Linked DNA regions of Danio rerio: region 1 is linked to region 2. A link is a contact called in public Micro-C data. All regions are on one chromosome and are shown on one strand. Each heading gives the region's core, a stretch centred on a gene start, on an enhancer-like site or on the middle of the called end of the contact. The rest is flanking DNA. Distances are from core to core; before and after follow the strand shown.

The links. Hi-C and Micro-C count contacts between places; a contact is called where the count stands out from the background.
Region 1: a contact with region 2 is called in a Micro-C map of caudal fin, with 5 times the contacts expected there. The contact joins the promoter of si:dkey-249p7.4 here to the promoter of lpgat1 in region 2. A contact is called at or near these places in 3 of 18 Hi-C or Micro-C datasets (caudal fin, hematopoietic stem cells and an unstated tissue) and 1 of 4 datasets of contacts at active chromatin or transcription factors (embryo).

Annotation. Positions count from the first base shown.
Region 1 is chr20:15,187,709-15,194,647 of GRCz12tu, forward strand. It overlaps si:dkey-249p7.4, which reads left to right and starts at 4,695. Exons shown (of 4, transcript XM_003200683.7): 1 at 4,695-6,807. The coding sequence starts at 6,756.
Region 2 is chr20:15,015,908-15,022,649 of GRCz12tu, forward strand. lpgat1 (lysophosphatidylglycerol acyltransferase 1) reads left to right here and starts at 4,787. Exons shown (of 8, transcript NM_001029958.1): 1 at 4,787-4,831; 2 at 4,960-5,212. The coding sequence starts at 4,975.

The DNA.
Region 1 (6,939 bases), core at 3,445-5,944, 170 kb after region 2:
ACTGAGCATCAGAATGGGGAAGAAAGGGGATTTAAGGGGCTTTGAATGTGGCATGGTTGTTGGTGCCAGACAGGCTAGGCTGAGTATTTCAGAAACTACTGAGATTTTCATGCACAACCCTCTTTAGGGTTTACAGAGAAAAAAAAGAGAAAATATCCAGTAAATGGCAGTTTTGTGGGCACAAATGCCTTGTTGATGCCAGAGGTCAGAGGAGAATATATAAAGGTAACTCATATAAGCTCTCGTTACAATCAAGGTATGCTGAAGAGCACCTCTGAACAAACAACATGTCCAACTTTGAGGCAGATGGGCAACAGCAGCAGAGGACCACATCTGGTGCCACTCCTGTCAGCTAAGAACAGGAAACTGAGGCTACAATATGCACAAGCTCACCAAAAATTTCACTATAAAAGATTTAAAAAATATTGCCTGGTCTAAGGTGTCTCGATTTCTGCTGCAACAGTATGATGACAGGATCAGATTTGGCATCAACAAAGCATGGATCCATCATTCTTGTATCAATGATTCAGGCTGGTGGTGTAAAGGTGTGGGGGATATTTTCTTGGCACACTTTGAGCCCATTAGTAAAAATCGAGCATTGTGTCAATACCACAGCCTAGAGTATTGTTGCTGACCATGTCCATCCCTTTATGACCACAGTGTACCCATCTTTAGATGGCTACTTTCAGCAGGATAGCGCACCATGTCATAAAGCATGAATAATCTCAGACTGGTTTCTTGAACATAACAAGGAGTTCACTGTACTCAAATGGCCTCCACAGTCACCAGAGCTCAATCAAATAGAGCACCTTTGGGATGTGGTGAAATGGAAGATTCACATCATGGATGTGCAGCTGAAAAATTTGCAGCAACTGCGTGATGCTGTCATGTCAATATGGACCAAAATCTCTGATGAATATTTCTTGTACCTTATTGAATCTATGCCACAAAGCATTAAGACCTTTCTCAAGCCAAAATGGGGTACAACCTGGTTCTTGCAAGGTGCACCTAATAAAGAGGCCAGTGAATGTGTGTCAACAACTAGAAATTGAAATACTTTAATGATTTTTGGCATAATGGAGAAATCAATCATTTTGACTTATAGAATATATCTTTGACCATTCCCACAAACCAGTATTACTTAACATGATTCAGAGGGTCACGTTGATGAAGTTAGTATGAAAACAACACTATTGAGAAAGGAAAGAAGAAGAAAATAAATAAATAAAATTGCACCTTGAAATCCAAAAAGTTCTCTCAGGCCTGTGAATCACTGCTGTGTAAAAGATTAAATATAACCACATTTTTGTTGAAAAAAAAGCTTTGGTGGACAGTTATCAATAAATAAATATTTCAAAGTTATCTATGAATAAATATATCTATCTGACTGTTCGATACACACAGGGTGCAAAGTTTTGAAGTAACCTTAGTAGCCATTTTAACTTGAACATTAAATCAGCATGTATAACTTAAAAACATTAAATCAGAAACATGAATAACTTAATTTAATAAGTTATAAAATATGTAAAATATCTGTTGTCATGACTATATGATCATATAATTACATTACAGTGCAAGAGTTTCCCTCTGTATGAAAAAAAAAAGATCTGAGGAAGAAGCTCCCAATCAAGCCTATTACAGCTTTACGTTATCATTGACATTTATCATTCTGTGGCTTCCTAATCACTCCCCATTATCATTCAGCATCGGTTAAAGCTCAAACGTTCAGTCCAGAATCATAAAAAGTTTAGTTTGTAGATGAAATCAATCCTTGAGCAAAGGCCATTAACAAAAAAAAAAAAAAAAAAAAAAAAGCAGATGTAAGCAGATGCTGGAAAACACCGTCATCACTCACATGATCTGCTCTCACACTTCCTTTTCCCCTTACAATAATATTTTTACTTTACTCTATTCAACATTTTGGAATATTTATTCATATTTTTTAAAAACATTGTTGGGTTAATAATAACCTAACAGGTAACCCAGATCATGGGTCGTTTTGGCACCTGCTGATGGGTTATTTTTAACCCAACCCATTGAGTTGTCATAGGTTAACCCAGCATTCTGGGTTATTTTGCCAAAAAGTGGCTTAACTGCTATGTAATAATAAATTATTAATATTATTATTATTGGGGCGGCCCCGGCTGGGTCAGTTGGCATTTCTGTGTGGAGTTTGCATGTTCTCCCCGTGTTGGCGTGGGTTTCCTTCGGTTTCTCAGATTTCTTCAAAAGTCCAAAGACATGCACTAGGTGAATTAAATAAGCTAAATTGGCCATAGTATGTGTGTGTGTGTGTGTGTGTGTGTGTGTGTGTGTGTGTGTGTGTGTGTGTGTGTGTGTGTGTGTGTGTGTGTGTTTGTTGTAGGTGCAGAAAACAGAGCACTGATTTTTGCAGTTTTGGTGCAAAAGAATGTAGCAAAGCATCCGAGAGCCAGGGTGCAGGAGGACTGGCACGGGCTGGCCTGGATGTAAGAGGACATAATCTGTCTAGACATGATGCTAGTGTAGAGCAAAGTGTATCAGTGGCACTGTTTGTATCAAGTGCAAAGAGTTTGCCAGATGGAGGAAGAGAGTCTGAACTATGGTTGTGTGGTTGTATGGAACTATGACATATGGTTGTATTAAAGGGATACGCTGTTAATTTACATGTAAATGACACAGTATTTAACTGTAGTATGAACCGTTTTTTTTCTGTAGGACAGTTGAGCAGTACAGTATGTTACTGTATTTTCAAGTTGCTTTATAAAAAGGTCTGTATTTTACAGTAAGGATATACAATACTCCCAATACATGTACAGCAAAATAAATGTATAAATACAGTATTTTTGTTGTAATTGATTCACATTAAGTTACTGCTGAAATGTTATGGATAAAGTTACTATAGATTATACAAAAAATTGGTAACAGTGTAGTTCACCCAAAAATGAAATTGTCATATTACTCACTCCCTATTCTCTCTCTCTTTCTTTCACAGAAAATAAGTGAATACACAAACTCAAAAAAAATAAAAAAAAAATGTTATACTGCTTGTTCAAACTAATTATTTAAAATAAACTGAAACACAATTCTTTTTTTCTTTTTGGAAAAAGTCAATGTTTTAAGTTAAATCCATTAAAATGAACCTAATTGTTTTTGTGTTGGGACAGCATGATAGAATTATGGAACCATTTTTTACGGCATTTTCTTTCCACCAAGGATATATACAAAGTTTTAAAATCAAAACTGGTTTTTGTTGTAGTCCTTAATGTAAAAAGCAGATTATACTTCTCAGATTATGCAACACTTAATTATGAATACAACAAAATAAAAAAAAATACAAATCACAAATAACCCTTGAAACATACTGTAGGCATCACGGTGGTGCAGTGGGTACCACAATTGCCTCACAGCAAGAAGGTCACTGGTTTGAGTCCGGGCTGGGCCAGTTGGCATTTCTGTGGAGAGTTTGCATGTACAGCATACCAAATTCACCTATATTGCATATCTTTGGACTGTGCGGGAAAACGGAGCACCCGGAGGAAACCCATGTGAACACCAGGACAACATGCAAACCCCACAGAAACGCCAACTGACCCAGCCGGGGCTCAAACCAGCGACCTTCTTGTATGCTGTGAGGTGATTGTGCTATCCACTGTGTCACCATGACACCCCTGCAAAAAAAGACATACTGAATAAAACAGCTGCTTTCCAACATTCTTCAAAATATCTTCTTTTGTGTTAAATAGAAAACAAACACTTAAATACACTGTAAATAATGTTTGGTTCCACACGATCAATTTGTGTTGGGACAACATGAAGAAATTAAGTTATGTTTTTACAAAATTAAGCAAATTGAACATAAAACAATTAAGTTTCATGAAAAACTTAAAACCCTTAAGAATTGTGTTTTCAACTTATTTTAAAGAAGAAGTTTAAACAAGTAGCAAATGGTAATTTCAATGTAGGTCTGGAACAAAAAAATAGAATGAATAAATGAGAGGATTTTCATTTTTGGGTGAACTATCCCTTTAATAAAACCACGTTTTTCTCATATATTTTACTTGCTTTGGCTAATGTGTTCTCAGTCTCACAGCGAAAGGGCAGAGCAGGGCTCATTATACCTTCTCTGTGTCAGGACTGATTAACAAAAGCACACTGGATGAGCTCAGTCATTTTCTTCTGCGACTTTCAGAATCAAGTATTGCAGCACAGCACCTCTTGTGTAAAATATCCGTTGCTAGTTTATACATGCACATTCCAACTCTGAATCACAGTCACACTCCACATGTGACCTGACGCTTCCTGTCCGTGTTCTGCTTTCTGTCTCGCTGTTTTTTTTGGAAATTCCCCCTCCGCACTCATCCGTTGTGAAATTTGACAATTTATATGCATGAAAATGTTTACATCCTTAATGCTTCATAGTGTGAAATGACTGAATAATGTTTCGATAAATCATTAAAAAGATAAAAATCAAGGTTTTTCGATAACATTAAAATACGTTTAATAAGTGAAAATCATCACGATTTACTCTACCTCAAGTGGTTTTTTTCTTTTGTTGAACACTTTTGTTGATTTTGAAAAATGTTGGAAGCTGCTTACCATTAACGTTTATAATAGAACATGACATTACTATGGAAGTCAGTGGAATTCCACCATTCTTTAAAATATCTTCTTTTGTGTTTAACAAAAAAATCTTTTTTTTTTTGTTTATGAAATGTGTATTGCTTACAGTAAAATATTGTCAGTAATTATGCTAAAAAGTTGTCCCTTAAAGTTCCTGACTAATGTGTATCATTCCCATAGACGATCATTCCAAAACATATTGATTTACTCTCTATCTTTTAAATCAAACACACAGTACCTGCAGGTGTGAATCTACTGTACAGAACTGGTCAAAGTCTCTCTCTAGTGGTCATCAGCTGTAAAAGCACATTCGAAGAAATATTTAGCTGAAGGCGGCATGCAAAATTCGACCCTGAGTTTGAGCATAAAACACTTTTAAGTTATTATAATGTGATGGAGAAAGACGGGGAGATTTTTATGGATATACATACAGTTGAAGTTAGAATTTTTAGCCCGAAAAATGTTTGTATCGAAAAAATATATATCTTAAAGGGGCTAATAATTTTGAATTTGAATTTAAAAACTGCTGTTATTCTTGTCGAAATAAAACAAATAATACCTTTTCCAGAGAATATTAACAGACATACTGTGAAAATTTCCTTGCTCTGTTAAACATTTAAAAAAAAGATTAAAAATAAAAAAAAACATTTAAAGAAATTCAAAGGGGGCTAATAATTCTTACTACAACTGTATATAATAAGAGTTGAGCAATGCCATGCAAATGTCAACCGTGCCATGACAAAATTAAGTTTTCATCAAAATACAGAAACCGTTTCTAATTTTGCTTTTATTTATTTATTTATTTTTTGTAAGCCCTAAGTATTTTACAGTGCTTTAAAATAGGCTACTCAGAAATGTCTCTGTCAATGTTTTCAAACTATTATATTTGATTTAGGCTACTGAAGTCACAAAAGCAGCAATTTTACATAACAACAGAGAGATGTCACAAAGAAGACTTTTTTCCTCATAAATCCAAAAATGTCAAATAAAATAAAGTCGATAATTTTTGTTTTATAGGGAGCCATCTTTTATCCTTTAGATGTATCATTATTTCCTTTGGGTTGTGCAATTCAATTTACAGAATTTCTATGTTGTGTACTGCAAACTCGCACTTTTTTTGGCCACATCCATAACGCAAGTTTATTTTCCTTATTTGAAATAGAAAAAAAAAAACGGCAACGCAGTGGCGCAGTAGTGTTGTCGCCTCACAGCAAGAAGGTCTGGGTCGCTGGTTCGAGCCTCTGCGTTTTTGTGTGGAGTTTGCATGTTCTATCTGCGTTCGCGTGGGTTTCCTCCGGGTGCTCCAGTTTACCCCACAGTCCAAAGACATTCAGGTGGAATTGGGTAGGCTAAATTGTCCATAGTGTATGTGTATATATGTGTGTGTGTGTGTGTCTGTGTGTGTGTGTGTGTGTGTGTGTGTGTGTGTGTGTGTGTGTGTGTGTGTGTGTGTGTGTATGGATGGATGTTTCCCAGAGATGTGTTGCGGCTGGAAGGATTTGCTGCGTAAAAACGTGCTGGATATGTTGGCGGCTCATTCTGCTGTGGGGACCCCGGATTAATAAACGGACTAAGCTGACAAGAAAATAAATGAATGAATGAATGAAACAGAACAAACATGTTTACAGATTGATATTTGATATTGATATCTGGTCCCATAACTCTGTTGTTTTGGAAAATATAGATGTTGCTATAATGTTAACATCTACTTTCTATTTGAATTTTTTACTGCAAATGTCACGTTAATATTCCGGGCCTACAACTGCAGTTCCAATTAAACACCCAATTCAGGTCTTATTCATATTTCTGCGTTGGGAATGTTGAAGCTAAATTTTACAGGACAAGTGGCACTCCAGGGCCGAGGGATGGGCAATGTCAAATTATAATTAACGTGTTTTTAATAACACTTAAACCCGCTTTTATTCCTTTAATATGGCTTTGTACATCTAACCATATTTGCTTTTAACTATGCTCAATTATGTGGCGTTTGCGGTGTCTTGTTACCATAGTTACAGTATGATGTTTAGAACGTCATTTAGAACGCGTTCCAAGTGGAATACTTTTAGCTGTGCAGCTCAAAGAAATCTTTTGTTGGTTTGTAATAGTTGGTCGATATTTCACAGTTTCAACAAACAGCGAATATTTTATCAAAAATGTCTTGCTTTCTGATCAGAAGAAAGAAAACTCTGAAGGAAACACCAGAGGGTGAGTAAATAATGAGTAGGGAGCGGAAATGAAAGTACTATTTATCCTAAAAACTTATTTTTATCAGGTAATGTTTTAGACAGAAGTATATTTTTGCTGTGGTTACTAACTCGTAAGTGTGGTCTGTCAATA
Region 2 (6,742 bases), core at 3,537-6,036:
CAACATTCGCACTTTAATCAAGCTAGCTTTTAACAGCAGATGTTGCATTATGCTAATGTTTAACAGCAGATGGCGCTGTAAGCTAGTTTTTAACAGCAGATAGTGTTGAAGAACGTTCACTCAAATGCACAGGAAAAAGAGCACTTGAGCATGAAGTTGAGTTATGTAACTTGTGTTTTATGTTATGATATTTCACAACTCACTACGAACACTAACTTTATTAATGAATATTTTAGATTCAAGTGGTATTTGGAAGAAATTGGATGCAAGCAGAGTGATTCTGTTTGTAAAGCCTAAAGCGCCATCTGGTGTTAAAACCTGAACTGTCCATCAAATTAAGATAGAATAGCGATGCATTTTGACAACCTCAGATTTCATTCAATTCACTCACTTTTTTCGGCTTAGTCCTTTTATTCATCAGGGGTCGTCACAGTGGAATGAACCACCAACTTATCCAGTATATGGTTTACATAGTAGATGTCCTTCCACCTGCAACCCAGTACTGGAAAACACCCATACACTCTCACAATTACACTCATAAAGTCAATTTAGTTTCTTCAATTCACCTATAGTGCATGTCTTTGAACTGTGGGGAAAATCGAACTACCTGGAGGAAACTTATGCCAATACAGGGAGAACATGCAAACTCCACACAGAAATGCCAACTGACCCAGCAGGGACTTGAACCAGCTACCTTCTTGCTGTGAGGTAACAGTGCTAATAACTGACCCAACGTGCTGCAAACAGAATTGTTTTAATTAATTATTAGTTTATTAATTGAGAATCTATTTTTAGTTTTTTTGTCACAGCTTTACAACCATTACCTTCAAGTTTTTCTGTCTGGCTAGGCAGATCAACGATAACTACTTCCAGGAAAACCAATAAACTTGTGGTTGTGACCTGTGATTGACTGAACTCCACAAACCACAATGCCATAACTGCCCAATCTGGCAGATTTGCCTTATACAATATTAAAAGGATCAGGTCCTTCTCGGCCTTGCTATTGCAATGCTCTTTTGGCCTGTCAACCAGGACTATCAAACCTCTGAAAATTATTCAGTGTGAATCAATGAGGTTTTAATAAACCAGAAAAAGCACAAGTCACACCTCAACTTTATTAACTGAACTTGTTAGCACCGCTCATATCAGATTCAAGGCAATCCTTAACTGAATTTACTGTATAGTAAATTTTTTTCTATCTATCTGCGCAAGAAAAGTTTGTTATTTTTTATTTTAGTGGCACATCTGGACATTGTTAACATAGAGCTTCCTTAAGGCACAGTATATTTTTGACTGGCATTTGTGGATGTAACTATGTACTGTGGTAAGACAGGTTTGCTAAAGTATTCCTGAGCCCATGTGCTGATATCGCTAATAAATGAATGACAATTCTTGATGCACTGAGGGATTGGAGATCACAGTTGTTCAGCCTTGCACCCTCGTCCTTTACACACTGAAACTCCTCCAAATTACTTAATCTTTTAATGATGTTTCTTTGAGGAACATTGTCTTTAAAAAATTGCAATAAAATTCTTAAGTATTTGTTGACAAACTGGCGATCCTCTGCCCATCTTTTCTCTTAAAGGACTAGACCTTCTTGCATGCTGCTTTTGTATACTAAATCATCACAATTCCAATCACCTGTTGATATCACCTGTTTCATAACTGCTCGTATCAGATTCAAGGCAACCCTTTACTGAATTTACTGTACAGTATGTGCCCTTTACAAGCTGAGTAAAATTTTATGTCATCTCAAGGAGACTAAGATTAAAAAAAAAGTTAAATTTTTTATCAAGATCCAGGCTTTTACAAATACTCTCTTTTCTAATTTATGTTCTATCTATCTGCACTAGAAAAGTTTTTTTATTTTTTAAAGTGCTTTGCTGTGCACCGCATAGTTGGGACTTACATTTAACAACTTTATTAATCCCACCAAGGGAAGTTAAATTAGGGCAGTAGCTTTTAATAATACAACAAACACATAAAGAGACAAATCACTAACAAACCACATTAAAAAACACAATCCAGCATGCTTCATATAACTTCATAAATAATACTAAAAAAACATAGGAAGGACCCAAATATTAAAAATGTAAAAACTAAACTAAAAACTGCTAAAATGTAAGGGTCTAAAGCCTTTTGGCCTCATGAACAAAGGTGAATATATATCTGTTAGATGAGCATTTAATGCTTCTAAACTTTCTTCCAGAGGGCAACAGAAGAAAAAAGGCTTGGGAATGGGAGCATGGGAATCATCTCCTATCACTCTTTCAGTTTTCCTTAGCATTTTGCTGTTTATGAAACTACGTAGAAGCAAACCAATAATCTTGGAGCAAGTCTTGACTAAGTTTTAAAGGCAATTTTTTTGTCTCTAACGGAAAGTGAGGAGAACCAGCATAAAAAGGAAAAGCTTAAAATACTCTCAATATAGGTAGTATAAAAAGTATATATTTTTTCTGCACAAAAAGAGTTCAGTTTCCTAAGAACATGCATCTCTGATGCACTTTCTTAGCAACAGCTTCTGAGTTCTGCTGGAACTTTAATGTGCTATCAACGATTGTGCCAAGGTACTTATATTCCTGTACCCTTTCAACTTATTATCCATTAAAATACACCGGTTTAACCAAGGACGCTTTTTTAAAAAAAAAAAAAAACAATTACCATCTCTCTCGTTTTTTTTTTTGTGATGTGCAGTTAGTTCAGCTTCTTTGCACCACCTTAAAAACTCATTATGATTATCGCTGCCATTACAATCTGTATGTGTTAAGAAGGATAAAAAATTATCAGCATTTGATAGTTGGGACTTGTTGCTCTTTTGTTGGTGTTGCTGCCAATGTCCTTTATATATAGCCTATATATATATATATATATATATTGTTGTTATTGATTAATCTAGATAGATAGATAGATAGATAGATAGATAGATAGATAGATAGATAGATAGATAGATAGATAGATAGATAGATAGATAGATAGATAGATAGATAGATAGATAGATAGATAGATAGATAGATAGATAGATAGATAGATAGATAGATAGATAGATAGATAGATAGATAGATAGATAGATAGATAGATAGATAGATAGATAGATAGATAGATAGATAGATAGATAGATAGATAGATAGATAGATAGATAGATAGATAGATAGATGCTGTTTCTGAATTGTCCACATGGGGGTCATAGTGACCAACTTTTCAAACCAAAATGTCAGCTGAATACCAGTGAACACCTGAAAGCCTTTAGTTTCATTTTGATTCTAGAATCTGTTTCCTTTTTAGTATATCCTATACTACAGTGCGCGCGCTTAATATACAGTCTGTTTCTTCATATTAGACATCTTGTTCTTCAGCAGAAGAGTTGAGTCGGTACTGGTGCGCGTGCACTCACTGAGTCTGCGCGCGCCCGCGGCCTGTAGGAGGTCCAGAATAACGGAGCCAAAGATCATCATCATCCTCATCCCGGAGGAGAGGCCCAGTGAATGCATGTCCGACACGCCTCATCCGGAACACAAAGATGAGTCTAACGAGTCTGATTTCAGGCGTGTGTCTTTGATTTGGGGATTTGAGATCGCAGATCCAGAGGTTCGGCCGCGTGACTCCAGCAACATGCGCGTGTGTAACTGAAGCGCATGCATCCGACCACCAGGACACGGACACTCGGAACCGAGTCACGCCGTGGATCAGACGATCTCAAGCTCTCGGGTTCACCGATCACCACCGTCCGCTACATGTGACCGAACCTACCATCCGTCCGTCCGAACCTTCTGCAGCTTCGCCAGTAGGCTGCACGTTAGAAAACGGTGAGAAAACACTTTCACGTGAAGATTGGAGGATTAATGACATCAGATTGTTTCAGGTCATTTATATCATTTAAAGCATTTCTATAAATCTGGATCTATGTTTTGATCCGGTCTACCTCGGGCGGGTAACGGATCCGTCAAGGACTTTAGTCCAAATCTCATTAAATACCCGAATCAACCAGACACCGGCCACTTAATATGAAGGACAGACAATGGGAGATTAGATAAACGTGAAAACACACTAATGGCGATAACAAACAATCAAACAAAGACGTAATGTGAAAATAACACAAATCTTAATGATTAGATGAGACCGTTAAACTGAATTAATGACCCGAGTTTGCATTAGCTTAGCATGCTAACACAGCAGCGCGTACACAGACACACTTTCTGTTTTATTTAACTGCAGGGATTGTACACATCACGTTTTGTTAATTCATTTACATGTCCATGTTTGAATTGGTAGACAAGTGTGTAGGTTTTGGAGTAAATTGGGCGATGATGTTGAAGCAGAAGTTAATACTGTATGTAGCGTGCTAGCTGCGTTAGCGCTCTCTTCAACACCTATTTTAAACATTTCACCTTCATTCAGCGGAAATATTCTGACTGACCTTAAAACAAGTGAATAAAAACCACATGAGCAAAAATGACGGAGGTGGAGAGTGCTAAACCGAAACAATACTAGGTTGTGCTATCAAAGGTTATCTCAGTGATTGGAGATATCTTTCGTGTTATGGATAATTATAATAACAGTTATTTTTATTATTGCTGACCGCTTTATTATTGTGACACACCCTAACCCAGGACAAATATAGAAATGTGCGTGACAGTGGGAACTTGAAGTGGAACTTGGTCACTTTGGTCAAGAGGCTTATCGGGAAAGATAGTTTAATTTGAAGCAAAGTTTTTCGTTGTTTGTTTTGCATGACACAGATATCAAAGTCTAACTAGTTTATAGGGTGTCACTATGAACAGGCACATTCATAACAAAGGTTAATGGATGCGTGTTAGTAAATCAGTTCACATGCGTAAGCTGCACCTCTATATATTTCAAGAGTTTATTTCTTGTTTTTTGACAGCTCATTTTGTGTTACTAGCTTCATTTAAACATACATCATATGAAGTATTGAGATTGTATTTGTTGTTATTGTTGCAGGCAGGACAGTACAGTATGGCTCCCCATCTGGACGTGGCCCGCAAATTGGTTTGGATCTTAATCAAGTCGCTGCTCCGTTTCACCTTCATGTTTGTCAATAACTGTGTCGCGATCCCGTCCTATTGCCTCTACCTGATAGTCCTGCAGCCTTTAAGAGTTCTAGATGCCCAAACATTCTGGTACATTGAAGGGGTCATGTTCAGGTGGTTACTGGCTATGGTGGCATCCTGGGGCTGGTGTGCAGGTTACACAGGTAAGAACAACATTTCCCTCCAATCTGCTTGTTAAATTATTAAATGAGTGCTGTTTCCGGGTCCAACTTTGTCAGTTCTCAACAATCAGTGTTTATTTATGTCACAGATTAAAGTAAGCTTTTAAATTGCAAAGTGTCTAAGCACATGGTGTCCTATTCTATCAATTCATAAAAAGATGAATCACTGTCTGACTGTTTGAGGCGCTGGTGTTAATAATTAAAGTTGTACTATGACTTTTGGTACATGGTTTTTGGAGATTTACAGCTTGTTGTGGTTGTTCATTAGAAGGAAGTGTGGTTTGTGTCTGTTTATTCAGAGTTGGACTAGGCATCTAAACCTCAGTGCTAGGCACTAAATGTTCATTTTTTCTGCCTGATTGTGTAAAACAACCTTCCATATCCCCAGATTTCAGTCAGCGTCTGTTTGTGGCGCCAAAATTTGACTGCTGAGTGCAGATCTATTGACTGTTTTTCATCTTTATTGACTCCTGCACTGTAGGGTTTCCTGTGTTTATATTGATTTCTTTATTTTCTTTGGGAGACAAGTTTGATTAAGCCGTTCCAGCGTGTTTCTTTTGCCTTAATAGAGTGCATTTGGACAATAATACGGTTGCAACCTTGTGGGAGGGCTTTGTTTACCTCGCATCTCTCCTGATGAACCTACACCATCATGCATCGGAGAGTGGAAGTGGTCTCTGTTGCTTGGTGTGGCTTGGTACAGGTATCGATTTGAATTGGTCTTTTCATTAGAAATTTATTTATTTCGAGTTTTTTTTTTGAAAAGCCAATTTAATAAATGGCTAGGAGTAGGAGAGGTGATGTGCCGCCTGCTTACTTGTGAGCATTTAATGGGTAATTTCATTTGTTGCGAGCTGGCTCCAAATGTATTAATAGTGTTGATTGCACACAGGAAGCTCTAGACTGATTATGCAAATCATAAGATGGAAGTGCATGGGCTGGAACATTGGGCCAATCCAAAGGATAAGACAGTTTGTCAACCTTAGTTAGTACATAAGTTTTTGTGACTATGCCACAATTAGACATCCTGCATTTTAAGTAAAAGTTAATATATAAAGATATATCACAACACCATTTGATCTTGTGCTAGATGATATATCAAACAAAACCATCCACAATATGTCACAATAATTGTAAATGGAGGACAATTTTATTAACTGCACATATATTTTATGGAATTGTAATGTTGCACAGCTGTCAAACAAGCTTGAATATGCTTGTCTTAGTGGTTTGAGCGCATTTTCCTGACAAAGCGAGCAGGTTATGTGGTTGTAGTAGCCCCAGAAAGACTAAAGTACTGACAACATGCACTCACAATATCACATCTAGAAGTGTCTTGCAAAGTTAAACGGCTTGAGGGAAAGACTCCTGTAAGTTTGAGGGAGGTTGGATGTCTGAAACACAAATACCTTCATGCCAGCTTGGACAGATGAGGGTACCCATATGCCTGAGATTTCCACCATTTCAATGGGTCATCTGTCCGTAATTTAAACAGCTCAGTCGCACAAGAAA